2 separate regions of the Sus scrofa genome follow, and region 1 is linked to region 2. Evidence: chromatin contacts called from public Hi-C data. All regions are on one chromosome and are shown on one strand. Each heading gives the region's core, a stretch centred on a gene start, on an enhancer-like site or on the middle of the called end of the contact. The rest is flanking DNA. Distances are from core to core; before and after follow the strand shown.

Region 1 (7,081 bases), core at 915-3,414, 180 kb after region 2:
AATTTGAGAGTTTAGCATGAGGATGAATAACTTAATCCTGAGTACCTCTGATGGTCTTAATTTCACCAGACAAGGGGAAAAAGGGGGGGGGGGCAATAGGATGTGGAGAAATAAAAGGGAAAGGCTGGAAAAGAGGGAAAAGGAAAATTGATGTACTGTATGAGAATAGTGTCTGTTGACAAAAATGTTAACTATTAAATAACAGGAAAATATGAAATGTTTAAAAAATACTATTATCCTCACACACATCCTCCCCAACCCTGTATTTCCTCTTGGCTAGTGGTATCATTAATAACCTGGTCATTGAAGCAAAACACATGGGAAATCACCCCTGCTTCTCACCCTGACAAGTGGACAATGAAGTCTATCAATTCTCTCCTATCTGTCCTATTATCTTTCTTTTGGGTCTTAATTTAGGCCCTAATTATTTGTGACTTGGATTCTTCCAGTAGTTTCCTAATGGTTGCCTAGAATTCTGATTCTCCTCTACAGAATGGTTTTGAGCAGAGCGGTTAGCTGCACAGAGTCTGAGGCCAGACTGTCCTGGGTTTGTTTACTAGCTGTGTGATTTTTTGAAGTTACTTCTTTTATACCCTCATCATTGAAATAGGGACCACACTAGTACTACCAAATAGGGCTGCTGTGAGGTTTTAAGACAGTGCTGCATGGGAGATACTTAGAACCATGCTGTGTTAAGATTGTTTCTCTCCAGTTTACAATCCTTCACTGGTTCCCTACTCTCACCTATGAACCTAGCAAACTCCTGCTCAACATCAGGCCTTGGGGTCTGTTTCTCATGAAGCCCGAGGCTATTCATTTAGGCAGCTAACTTTTCTTCCTTTGGGCCTTCACCTTGGACCTCTCATTGCCCTCAGCACACTAGTTTAATCACCTGTTTACAGTTTCCTTCCTTGTAGGAAGTGAGCTATTTGAGAGCAAGGACAGAGCCTTTTTACTTTTTTTAAAAAATCTTCAAGGAGTTCCCATTGAGGCGCAGCAGAAACGAATCTGACTAGGAACCATGAGGTTGCGGGTTCGAACCCCGACCTTGTTTACTGGGTTAGGGTTCTGGTGTTGCCATGAGCTGTGGTGTAGGTCACAGACGGGGCTCGGATCTGGCATGGCTGTGGTTGTGGCATAGGCCAGCAGTGGTAGCTCCGATTCGACCCCTAGCCTGGGAACCTCCATATGCCATGGGTGCAGCCCTAAAAAAAAAACTTCAAGATCAAGCACTCAGCCTAACACAGAATGGACAATTAGAAGCAATGAATAATGTTAACTATATATGGATGTAAGACAGGACAGAAAGGACTGGCAAGAAAACACTTGATTTGCAACACTGATTTGATCTCTTAGCCCTTCTTTGTATTGTGTTTATGTGGTTTCTGTAATACATAGTAGTTAACAATGGCTCCCACATATCCATATAACCAACTGTCCTTTTCCCCCTTGGCTAAAACACTAGATCCATATGATGGACTACTTACTGCTTAGCAATAAAAAGGAACAAACTATTAAAACTTAAAACACAGGTGAGTCTTGGAATTCTCTGGTGACCTAGTGGTTAAGGATTCAGCATTCTCACTGCTGTGGCTCCGGTTTGATCCCTGGCTCTGGAACTTCTGCATGTTGAGGGCGTAGCCAAAAAAACCGAACATGGGTGAGGCTCAAACATTTCTACTAAGTAAGTGACAGACACATACATGAATAGACTGCTGTCAGCCTGCCAGAGTTAGAATGGCAGTTCCATCACTACCCAGCTGTGTCACATTAGGCAAGTGGTTTAACCTCTCCAGGGCTATTATCAGCAAAACAAGAACAACAGCAGTACTTGCCTCATAGGCCTGACAGGAGAATTAAATGCTCATGTGCTCAATAAGTGTGCGCTAAAGCAGTCATTTCTACAGTTCTCTTGAGGACAGGCTGCACTGTTCTCTCTACTCCCAGCTGCTTGCATCCCATACTTCTCACCTCAGACTGCCCCCCCCCCGCCTTTCCTCCATACCTTCTACCTAACCCTGACTTCAGTATAACTTTAATGATGACACATATTCATTCTTGAAGATAAGGAGACTAAACAGAAAAAGAGGAAGAATTAACTCACTGGAAGTCTCACCGTACAGTTAACCACTAGCGACATTTTGCTATATACTTTTTAAGACCGCTTCTTATGCAGCTACGCCATAACTATCTATTCTTTTAATAAAAAATCGAGTTCATATTACACAAACTGTTTTATAACCCGTCTTTTACTTACTACGGTCCCTCCCCCAGACCTTCCTTGCCCCCGCCTTTTCAGGTCCCACTGGTCGGATCTTTTCTCTGAACCCCTGGCTCTTCCCAGCCCCGGTTCCGGCTCCACCTGACAGGACCGGGGGCCCGCCCCGCCCCCGCCGCGGCCGGCTTCCAGCCCCGGCCCCGCACCCCGCGCTCGCTGCCACCCGGGGCCCGTCGCTCGCGGCTCCTCCGTGCGGCCCGTTTCCGGTGGGGGCAAGGGCGTCTCCGCGGCTGCCCGACTCCTGCGTGCTCAGCACCGCCGGCGGCGGCCAGATGCAGGCGGACCGAGGAAATCGGGGAGGCCGGGGTCGGCGACCCGGCCGCGGCCGGCCCGGCGGGGATCGCGACCGCGAGCGGGCGGCCACTGCAGCGGCGGTGGCGAGAGGCGGCGGCGGCGGGGATGGAGGCGGCCGGCGGGGTCGCGGCCGGGGCTTCCGGGGCGGCCGCGGAGGCCGAGGAGGAGGCGCTCCGCGAGGCGGCCGCCGGGAACCGAGAGGCCGGGGCGCCGAGGTCAGCGCGCCGGTAAGAGGCGACGGCCGGTGGGACCGGGGCGGGTGGGGCTCCGGGCCACGAGTCTGAAGCGGCGAGCGGCGCGCGGGGCTTGCGTGAGTTGGGCTGCGGCGGCGCCTGCGCGGCTCGGGCGGAGGACTGCGGGGGCGCGCACCGGGGTGTGCACGTGGCGCTGGCGGCTGTGTTCCGATCGCCTCCTCTGCGCTGGGCTGACCTGGAGGGTCAGGTCCGTGGACTTCCCCACCCTTCCCAAGGGGTCCTGGCCCCGTCATTAAAGGACCCAGCGACCGCGGCTCTGTGTTGGCGCCGCAAGTCTAGGGGGCCCCTTGGGTTTGGGTGAGGTGTCAGTATGATTAACCCTTGTGGGGTGCGGGCAGCCAGGACTTGTGCTCCAGGTGCCTTACCTTACGGTTGACATTTCTGTTATTAGAGGGAAGGGATTTTAGGGTCAGTTTTGTTCACTGCCTGTGCAATGCTTGGCAAACAGTAGGCGCATAATAAATTTTTATTGCATGAATGACCCCAGTGGACTGGACTCTTAATATTTGGGGACGGGATCAGATGCATAGTTCTCTTTTTAAATAGCATAGTTCTCTTTTTATTAATATGTGTGGAAATCTGGGGCCAGTGGCCTTTGTCTATCGGAATTCCCAATCTGTAAATGTTTCCGCAGTCAGGTCTCAATTTTAGTAACAATATTCACACATTCATAATTGGAAATGTCTTATAGCTTGGAGCAGGGAACGATTTGGGGCACATTTTTACTGATATTCTAGCTAAAGGAGTTAAATTACTGTCTTTATGAGCTGTTCTGCTGTTATTTTAACACTTGTAGTACAAAACTGTCTTTAAATTTTGAATTCTCATGGCATAGAGTAAAAAATTATTGTAGTTTTTGGTTGAGTTAAAATTTCCCATTACTGAAGTAGTATCTTAAGGGCATAGCAGGTAAGATGTCCCTAAAGATAGTAGTTGCATACAGAATAGAGTTGGAAAAAAAAATCATAGAACTTAAGTGCAGCATATTTAACCTTGTTAGGATAAAAGTAGGTATTGAGTAAAATTTTAGTGAAATATGAAGAAATTAGAATCAGATCACCAGGAAATAAAGGGAGCTGACCAGTCTAGCAAACACCATGTTATCACATTTTGCCTTTATAACATTATTTACATATATGTAAAACATTATTACAACTTACTCTTTTTAGCAACCTGAAGTTGTTTAAACAACTTTATAACAATTTTATTTTATATATACTTTATAATTATAAAATATTCATTTTCATAGGTTAACTGACTTCCTTAAGCTGCCATGGCTGGTGGCAGAGCTGACTTTACACCCAGCTGCCCTTGACTCAACTGTGTTTTATCTCATATTTTTGTGAACCAATCGCTGCTTTACTGAGATCAAAGTGGACACACTTTGGTTGCAGGGATAGTGTTTTAACAGTAATTGTGGTAATGGTACCTTTGATATTTACTAAAGTGTCTGTCACGCGGGCCTTTAATAACAAGTGTCTTTAACTTGTTGAATTGAGTGAATGAAGGTGCTTCTGTCTTCCTCGTCTCTGATGAACCAAATTGAGTAAAATGATGGTATATGATTTAGAGATGAATAATAGTTATTGACTTATGCAAATATTATAACCATTGTATTAAAAGTTAAGGCTTTTTATCTTTTTTTGGAATGGTGTGAAAAACTCCATCTTGTATTTTCTTTTAGGCTTTTTTCACTTCACAGTTTAATGATTCAGTGTGTCAGTGTATGTGGATGCTTGGCACAGGGCCTGGGCATAGATGATGCTACAGCCTCTGTTACCACCACCATCATATTTTCAGGCAAAGCTGGACAAAGAGAGGTTGGAAAGATAATTCCTTCATTTTGGTTTGTGTTGGTGGCCTCTAAGGTCACTGCCACTTCTGAGATTCTAAAGTGCTGTTCATATTTAGGCTTGCTAAGAATACCATTCTTGGTGGCTAAAGACTGAGAGCTCCTGCTGTGGCACAACAGGTTAAGGATCCGGCATTGTTTCTGCAGTGGCTCAGGTTCATTCCCTGGCCTGGTGCGGTGGGTTAAAGATCCAGTGTAACTCACAGCTGTGGCTGGGCTCTGCTTGGACTCAGTCCCTGGCCTGGGAACTTCCATTTGCTGTGGTCATGGCTGGAAAACAAACCAACTAAATGGGACAAGGTTGATTAAGCTGCCTGAGGCGTCCTTGTTCTTTTATCTTGTGGTGCATTCGTCCCTTAGATGGAAATTGACATGATTAGAAAGAAAAAAATTCACAGTAGAGTTTTAGCTGTGTGAGGTCCAGGTACCTAACTCCAAACTTTAATACTGTGTATACTCTTTGCTTTCTACTTTAGACTATTGTGTATACATGGCTTATAAATGGAAAACAGGACAAAATAAAACTAAAGAAAATGACTTCTTGATATGTAATACTCCAAGGTAACTTAGTTGAGTACATTGCCTCTACTTGTCTCTTGCTCTTAAGTCATTCCCTCTGTAGGTGGTATGAACCCCAAGCCTTCAGAGTTTGGGTAAGCAGATCATAAGACTAATTATCCTCATTGAATACCCATGAGAAAGGTATATTGTAGTTAATGCAATTATTAAGTTAAAAGAAACTAAATACTAGAATTTGCTTAGTATTTTATTAATTTTTTTTTTTTTTGGTCTTTTTAGGGCCGAACCCATGGCATATGGAGGTTCCCAGGCTAGGGGTCTAATCAGAGCTATTGCTGCAGGCCTATGCCAGAGCCACAGCAATGCCAGATCCGAGCTGCCTCTGCAACCTACACCACAGCTCACGCCAACGCTGGATCCTTAACCCCCTGAGCTAGGCCAGGGATCCAGAGGGCAGAGATCGAACACGAAACCTCATAGTTCCTAGTCAGATTCGTTTCCGCTGCGCCATGACAGGAACTCCATATTAATCTTTTTGATGAACTATTAACAGAGAGGAAGTCAAGGCCTATTGGCAGTCCTTAGTAGTTTTTCTCTTCCCTGTAATATTTGTGGTAACTCATGTTTATTGAGCACTTAATATGGGATGAGAAAACTGAGGCACAGTTAGATAACTCACAGTCAGGAGAAGTCAGGTGATTTACCCAGTATCACTCAATCACCAGATTGCAGAGCCTGTATTTGCCCCAGGCATTTCAGTTTCAGAGCTGATTTTTTTTTTTTTTTTTTTAGGGCTATTATGGAAGTTCCAGGGCTGGGGATTCAATCAGACCACAGCTGCAGCAATGCCAGGATCTAAGCCATATCCAAGCCAACCTATGATTTACACTGTGGCTTGTGGCAATACCGGATCCTAAACCCACTCACTGACCAAGGCCAAGGATTGAACCCACATCCTTATGGATGCTAGTTGGGTTCTTAACCTGCTGAGCCACAACAGGAACTCCCAGAGCTGATTCTTTTAACTACCACCCTAAATTGCCCTTGGGGTGACTTTAAGATTTGAAGAAAAAGGATGTGTGGAGAACTGGGTGATCCTTTTCATGTACCTGTTTTCCTGATGTTTTGATATGATTATAAGGTTTGAAGGAAATATAGATACCATATTCAGTTATTGTGGATGTCAGATCTTTGCTTTCTTGCTCCATGTGTATATGTCAGCTGCTCTTCCTCATTTTTAAATTACTAATGTCCAATACAAGCTAAGACAGCTGTTTATAGCTGCAGTAAGGAGAGCAGACTTGGAAGGTTTTTTTTTTTTCCTTTGAGCAAACTTTTGCTTTGCAAGCAATAATATAAATCCTTTGCCTGACTAGTAATTAAATACTAGATGCCTTTGACATTTTCACTGCTACTCTTTCACTTGGTGAAAGGGAAATCTCCGACTTTGATGTTCAAGCTTAGAGTGAACTGGGAAGAAGAAAACGATGGCAAATCAAAGTTTGCTGGCAGGTTCCCAAGGCACTTGCTCTTTCGTTGTGGCTGAAAGGTGTCACCTGCGTCATGTCAGCCAGGTAGTTCATTGAGGGCCTGTAAGCTCAAATGACAGCCTCTAGACTGCATTGCTCCTATTTTCAGAAAGCCTGAAGCAGATATGGCTAGAAACTGAACGTGCTGAAGAGTCCCAAAAGAAAATTGCTTTGAGATTAGCTCTCAGTAAACCACAGAATTGGCCCCCTCCCCTGCTGCTGCAAACTGCTGCTCCAGCACTATTTTGGCATCCTTATTCTTGCTGGTGTGTATGGTTTGAAGTCCACTTTTCTCACTGCCATTATTTCACTTACATGTTTTCATTATCGGTACAAGCAACTAAACCTTGAAACT
Region 2 (7,881 bases), core at 1,970-4,469:
ATTCATAAAGCTTAGAGGAAGGGTTATTATTTTAAGAGTACTTACTGGCTGAAATGGCCATAAGTGCCTGAATAGGTCGCCAAGCCATCATACACACCATCATAGTAGGGAAGATGGAGATGGTATTGCCTGCCATGTACATGATGAAGAGGTTCATGGGAATCTGTTTGAGGGGACCCAGGGCGATGTCCCAGCAGCGCTAAAACAAACAATTTTAACCTCTGATCATTATTTCCACATCTATCATATCACTAACGTTACAGGTAAACAATTCCTAAGTCTGTGCTTCTGACTGAGCTGCCTCAGTTCTACTACCTCTGCCCTTCTCCCACATTGCCACAGGAAGCTCACTCTTCCACTAAAGATAAGGTGTCCTCACATTTTGTTCTTCCCTCTAGGTTTCCCCAGATGTTATTTTCCCCCATGACTTTAGCCAAAGAAAAGATTCCCTGCTTTGGGGTTTTTGTTTGTCTGTTTTTTGCTTTTTAGGGCTACACCTTCGGCATATGGAAGTTCCCAGGCTAGGGGTCAAATGAGAGCTGTAGCTGCACAGCCACAACAATGTGGGATCCGTGCCTTGTCTGCGACCTACACCACAGCTTAGGGCAATGCAGGATCCTTAACCCACTGAGCAAGACCAGAGATAAAACCTGAAACCTCATGGATGCTAGTGGTGTTTGTTACCACTGAGCCACAATGAGAACTCTACAAAAGTGGAAATTTGAATAGTTTTGTAACTTTAAGAAACTCTGTAATTAAGCCAAGATGGTGTCCCCTGGCAAATTCTAAATATTTGAGGGAAAAATAAAGCCAAACTTACTCTTTCAAATAATAAAAAAAATTAACCCATTACCATATATGGGACCTCATAAATACCAAAACCTGACAAAGACATTATGAGAAAAGTCTACAGACCAATATCACTCATGAACCTAAAAGAAAAACCCTGAACAAAATAGCAACAAAGTAAATCTAGCTATATAAAAAGAATAATATATCACTGAGTTTATTCACATAAAAGAATAAATGGCCATATCTGTAAATAGTTTCCTAATGTGTTATTTACACAGATCATTTATCTGGGAGTTTAAATATCAAATCCATATAACAACTGTTCTAAAATAAATATTTTATAATAACCTACCTTTAAAACCAGGCCATTTTCTTCTTTTTTTTTCTTTTTAGATCCATAGGTGCGGCATATGAAAGTTCCTAGGCTAGGGGTTGAATTGGAGCTACAGCTATCAGTTTATGCCCCAGCCATAGCAATGCAGGATCCAAGCCACATGTGTTACCTATACCGTAGCAACAACGGATCCTTAACCCACTGGAAGGGGCCAGGGATTGAACCCACATCCTCATGGATATTAGTCGGGTTTGTTACCATGGAGCCACATTGGGAACCCCCCAAATCAAGCCATTTTAATAATACCTTACTATCATGTATTATTTACATTATACTTTGATGTACCAAGATGAAAAATGATAGGAAATTCAAGAAAATCACTGACATAACTCTGTCCTTTCATGTTGTGAAAAATCACTACATTTCATGAAACAAAGATTATTTAATATTGAGCAATATTAAGCCTGAGAGAAAAGGAAGTGCCAGGCACAGTTCTAGGGACTTGGAAGACAAAATTTTGCTCTCGTGGAAGTTACAAAGTGGGGGGAAAAAAAAAAAAAAAGGTAATAAGTAACCTATATCACATATATGAATGACAGGAGAAACACAAAGTAAGAAAATAAGATCGAGAATGCCATGAGAGTAGAATTCACTGAGAAGGTAACATCTGAGTTGAGACAGCAAGTCATACTGGTATCTGGAGGAAGAGTATTCCAGGGAAGGTGAAGAACAAGTACAAAAAGCCTGGAATAGAAGCTCACCTGGCATATTTAAGAATCAGCAAGGAGGCCATTCTGACTAGAGGCGTGAACAACAGGTAAAGTAGTAGGTGATGAAGTCGCTTAGCTCAAGAGATGGCAGATTAAAGCAGTAAGAAGTAAGATTTCTAATCTATTTTAAAGGTAAAACAAACAGACTAACCTGACAAATTGGTTGTGTGGTATCGGGGAACTAAAATAGAAAAGACGACTTCAACTAGAAGTTCCCGTCCTGTCTCAGAGGTTAACGGATCCGACTAGGAATCATGAGGTTGCGAGTTCGATCCCTGGCCTCGCTCAGTGGGTTAAGGATCCCACGTTGCACGTGGCTCGGATCTGGCGTTGCTGTGGGTGGGTCGGCGGCTTCAGCTCTGGTTAGACCCCCTAGCCTGGGAATCTCCATATGCCGCGGAAGCGGGCCTAGGAAAAGGCAAAAAAAAAAAAAAAAAAGACTTCAACTGGAACACATAACCAATTCATTATCAACCTATTATATGTTTTTTAATTTTTCCAGTTATTGAGCACTTTTGAGGCTGATACGTCAACCAATATAACACCAACCTCCAGCAGTTTAGCTACCAGATATTCTGGCTAGCCATCTGCAGTAAGATATTAATATGCTGCCTGGGAAGGGAGGTGGGTGTGTACGTCAGGACTGGCCCAAGGACTATGATGACATCTATACCTCTGTACCTTCTCCACTAGGATCCGGTCTGTCTCTTGCACGCTGGTATCAGGCACTTGCTTGTCCAAGTAACCAACGGGGTACAGCGAGTCTCCCTGGCCACCGCCCCGGTCACTTCGGCCCCTGGAGACCAAAATAAAAAAATTAAGGCCACAGCCTCGTACACTTCATACCCCACATTCATTTCCTGTTCTAATCTCAGGAATAAATATTCTCAGATGTATCCACCCAGATTACACCAAGCCCTCTTGTGGGCTCCTCAGAACCTTCATCTATTGGGAAGAATGACAAAAGCATGCTTCGGACACAGAAACCTCCACGGCAGAGAAGCCGCGACCTCCCCAAGAATTATCTTTGCGCCATCCATCAGAGTTGTGCCCGGGGGCTCAGGTCCTGTTCTGGGGTGAAGGCTCTGATGTCGAGCTTTGCCCAGGCTCCTCACCTGCTGCCTCCTCCAGGACCGCTCAGCTCAATCGCCCACTTGAAGCGCCGGCCTCGGTTAGCCACCAAGCTCCCCTGGGCCGTCATAACAGCGGTCGCCTACCAAAGCTGCAAAGCTTCCAACTCTGAAACCGAGCCGGGGCTCAGGCCCACTGCGTCTGCGGCTGCTAGGGCCCGCTTTTGCACCACTTCCGGCGCGTACGTATATACGTCATTTCCTCCACGGAATTTGTCCGGGCCGATCGTAGAGAGCGCTTGGAGCGCAGAGATGCGAGGAGGAAAATGGGCAGATACTAAAGCTTTCTAATGTGCCTTCCTACCTTTCTGAAGAGCTCTACTAGGTGTCCCCTGACCTCTGAGGTGCGCTTTATGGGTTAGAGGGAAAGTCCACACTGACTGCCTTAAGGGTGGAATCCAAGAAAACCTATGGAGCGCCCGCCTGCTCCCGGGATCACGAAGATTCAAATCTCTGTTTAAATCCTGGTTTTCCCACTGATTGTTTGACCCTGAGCCAGTTATTTAGTGGCTTCTGTGTGTTGAATGTCCTGGACCTTTGTGTTTATTATTTCATTTAATTATCTTAGTAACCTTGCGAGGTAGATCGTTTTATCCCTGTTTTGCACAAAACCTAGGAGGCAGTGTAGGCACATGTTAAGGCTCTTGGGTTCCAGATTATGGTGGTCTCTTTTACTGTTTTTCCCCCTTTTATAACCAATGTTGCGGCGAACTTCCTTGTACATCTTTTCTTATTTCCTTAAATTCCTAGATGGGTAAATTGCTGGATCAAAGATTATGCATGTTTTTTGTTTTTGTTTTCTTTTCTGGCCGCTCTTTGTCAAGCAGAACTTTTTATTAGAGTAGATAGCTTGTGCACAGAGAGAAGGTGGGGGGAAAAAAGTGCCAGCTCCCTGAGTAGAAGGGGCAAGATGCATTTATGAACAAAAGGGAGGGATTGTCTCATGATCACTGATAATTTCCAGAAATCATCAAACTTTTTTTAAGCTTTTTATGAAATTTTTAAAAATTTTTCTTATTTAATTTATTTATCATCAAACTTCTTTGATCAGCAGGTTATCAGCAGGAATAGACTGCTTCTGTGAGGGGGAAAAATGCATGAGAATTTTCTGCAGGAAAGCACCAGAGTAGATACGGTTTAAATTTATAGTTGAGCTTCTCCTCTTATGGCAACTGGTTATGCTAGATAAACTAGTATCTAGTCACTAGGTGTAGAGATAAAGTTAATTTTTTTTTTCCTTAGTGCCACACATGCAGCAAATGGAAGTTCCCAGGCTAGGGGTTGAATCGGAGCTGTAAATGTCTGAGTACACCACAGCTACAGCAACGAAGGATCCAAGCTCCGTCTGCAACCTACACCCCAGCTCACTGGGCAAGGCCAGGGATCGAACCCCAATCCTCAAGGGTCCTAGTCAGGTTCGTTAACTGCTGAGCCACAAAGGGAACTCCCATAAAGTTAATTTTTTATACCAGCAAGCCTGGTATTTGTCTCTGGGACTCAGACCTGTATGCCCAAGGCCATTCCCTGGTCCTTTTACAGAATAGCTGTGCTTTTATCTTCCTGTCTCATAACACATTGCATTGTTTGTTGACAGACCCTGAGCACTTAATCTTTACACACACACATGCACTTCTACCCCAAATTGCTTGAGGGTAGAAGCTGCATATTAATTTTCTTTGATTCTACAACCTATCGCCTTGTACATATAAAGTACTGAACAAATGTTTAGTGAATGTGAGTAAATTAATTGAAAGTAAATATAATACAAAACTGGATATACTATCATTAATTACATTTATGTAAAATAAAATGTGAAAACCAGAAGGGAATGCATTAAAAATGTTATATATTGTGGAGTTCCTGCTGTGGCACGATGGGATCTATGGTGTTTTGTGAGTGCTTGGATGCAGGTTCAATCCCCGGTCTGGCACAATGGGTTTAGGATCCGGCATTGCAGCTGCTGCAGCTAAGGTCACAGCTATTGTTCTGATCTAATCCCTAGCTGGGAACTCCATATGCTGCAGGGTGGCCAAAAAGGAAAAAAAAAAAGTTATGTATCTTAATCTGGGTGATGATTTCCATGCAGTTTTGTCTGGTTTCCAAGCTATTCTTGTTATGCTACTTTAATAAATTTTAAAGGAAGTCTTTAAAAAGAACATTGCCAGTCATTCAAATTATATATTCCTTCCCTTTTAAAATACTCCCCTATTTGACGTAAATTTAAATTTTATTGGAGTATAGTTGACTTACAAAGTTGTGTTAGTTTCAGGTATGCGACAAAGTCACTTATACACATATGTATATACATTCCTTTTCAGATTCTTTTACCATATAGGTTATTACACAGCATTGAATAGATTAGTTGGGATTGACATATGCATACTACTATGTAAAATAGGTAATAAAGAATGTATAAAACAGGGTAATCAATTCAAAATTTTTTTAAACTATAATTCAGTTTCTTTGGCTTTAGTAGGCTACTCCAGGTCTTTTATCCCTTTATTGTAGGAATCTTTATAGGGTTGTTAAAATATGTCCCAAAGAAATTGAAGATTTGGGGACTGAACTGAGGAAACGTCTCAAGGTCAAATAAGTTTGGGAAATATTGCATATTGTATTCTGCTTGTACATTCCAGAGACTCTCAGTGCAGTTAGTGAAATAGCATTAAAACCACAAGAAATGGTGGTTCTCTTTGTGGCTCAGCAGAAACGAACCCGACTAGTATCCAAGAGGATATGGGTTTGATCCCTTGCCTCTATCATTGGGTTAAGGATTGTTATTTCCATGAGCTATGGTGTAGATGGTAGACGTGGCTTAGATCCCCAGTTGCAATGAGTGTAGGCCAGTGTAGGCTGACCGCTGCAGCTCCAGTTCGACCCCTAGCTTGGAAACTTCCATATGCTGCACCTTCAGCCCTAAAAGACAAAAAAAAAAAAAAAAAAAAAAAAACAAAAAACCCACAAGAAAAGAAATGATTAAGCAGAGAATTTCCTTTCATTTTGTTTCCCAATCTACCTGAATAAGAAGTGTCTCTTTTTTTTCCCTATTACGTCCGTTAATGTCCAGTGGAATCAGTGTTTCATAGAACACTGGGGGTAACATGATTTATATGTGCTAGAATTCAAGAAGATAACTCTTTAAAGCTCTGATCAATGTTTTTTTAAAGATCGTTAGGATATCATTAGAAATAATAGATCCTTTATGGAAGTGGAGTTGTAGATTGGAATTAAACTTTTGAGGATCTAAATTTTTGCACAAAAATGTGTTTTGCAAGAAAAATATAGGAAAACTATATTCTAATCCTAACTCCAAATGAACTCCTAAAAGAGTTAGGAACTCGCTTAGCCTTCATTTCTCCATCTATAAAATAAAGATCATATAGCAGATGACCCTTCCACCCCCTTTTTAGGGCCGCACCTGCAGCATATGGAAATTACCAGGGGAGGGGTCCAATCGGAGCTACAGCTGCCGACCTATGCCACAGCCACAGCAATGCAGGATCTAAGCCACATCTGTGGCCTACACCACAGCTCATGGCAATTCAGGATCCTTAACCCACTGAGCGAGGCCAGGGATCAAACCTGCGTCCTTGTGGATGCTAGTCAGGTTCTTTTCCGCTGAGCCATGACAGGAACTCCCATGGTTCCTTTTTTAAAATTGTGCTTTCCCATACTTTTCCTAATTCTCTGCTTTGCACAGGTACAGCTTTTTTTGTTTTTAAAATAAATTGTTTCTATTTTTTTTTTTTTTTTGGCCTGTGGCATGTGAGAGTTCCCAGGCCAGGGATCATAGCAATGACCCAGGCCCGCTGCAGTGACAGCCCTGGATACTTAACCCATTATGCCACAAGGGAATTCCCAGGTACCACTTTCAGATTAGAAAAGTATAAACGTTATTAATTATATGACATGATTCTAAACCTAGAAGCATAGTGGTTCTGTCTTAGATTCAAAGGAGACTCACCATGGGAGCCCTTAAAAAATACTGATGCCTCAGAGATATCTCCAGAGATTCTAATTCATTTGCTTAGGGTGGTACAGAGATCAGTTTGGTTTGGGTTTTTTTGTTTTTTTGTTTGTTTGTTTGTTTGTTTGTTTTCTAATGGCTCTCCAGGTGATTGTGCTTTGCAGCAAGGACTGAGTACCACTGACCTAGAGTGTTTTCCTCCATTTTGTCTGTTTGCATTTTCGAACCCTTTTAGTGAAAAAAAAATTTTTTTTTCTTTTGGTACGTGACTACCTTGCTAGTTGCTCTAAAATAAGAAGGTTTGCAGTTACGCAAAGTAAGCAAACAATCATTAGTTTTTGAGAGCCTTCTTATATGCCTCCCACTGGGATGAACTTGAATTAGAAAATAATAGGAATACTGAAATTGTGTTAAACTTCCCTTTGTACCTTTGAACAAATATGATCTAAAAAAAAAAAAAAAAAAAAAACAAACGCCAGAAGGCAAACCGTAACCAAGCTATATGAGTTGCCTTGTTTGACTTATAATTTGTGCTGCCTACACAGTTTTGGTATTTGTTTTTGTGTCTGCCCCTCCTGCTCAAACCTCTTCAGCAGTCTAAGAAGCTATTCTAATATTTTATGCCGTTCCCTTTACAACTGTTGCTTTTGGACAGAAATTTGAAAAAAGTTTTCTATTCACACAACCAGATTTGCAAGAACAGATCCCTCTAAAGGAAAAAAAACGTTTAATGGCTATGTCTTAGGGTTTTAGTACATGCCATTTTACAGTGTCTCCTCACTAATAATAATAGTAATAGTAATAATAATAATTTGGCCATCTTCACTGGTCCAACCAGTTCCCCTAGTGTGCTCTAAAAGCTCCTAGGCCTTTTGGCAGCTTCAATGA

What was found. Hi-C and Micro-C count contacts between places; a contact is called where the count stands out from the background.
Region 1: a contact with region 2 is called in a Hi-C map of skeletal muscle, with 3 times the contacts expected there. The contact joins the promoter of AVEN here to the promoter of EMC4 in region 2. A contact is called at or near these places in 10 of 47 Hi-C or Micro-C datasets (embryonic fibroblasts, fibroblasts, heart right ventricle and 4 more) and 2 of 2 datasets of contacts at active chromatin or transcription factors (alveolar macrophages and skeletal muscle).

Annotation. Positions count from the first base shown.
Region 1 is chr7:80,445,173-80,452,253 of Sscrofa11.1, forward strand. AVEN (cell death regulator Aven) reads left to right here and starts at 2,165. Exons shown (of 7, transcript XM_021099909.1): 1 at 2,165-2,799. The coding sequence starts at 2,551.
Region 2 is chr7:80,267,472-80,275,352 of Sscrofa11.1, forward strand. EMC4 (ER membrane protein complex subunit 4) reads right to left here and starts at 3,220. Exons shown (of 5, transcript NM_001243441.1): 1 at 3,012-3,220; 2 at 2,578-2,692; 3 at 46-199. The coding sequence starts at 3,097.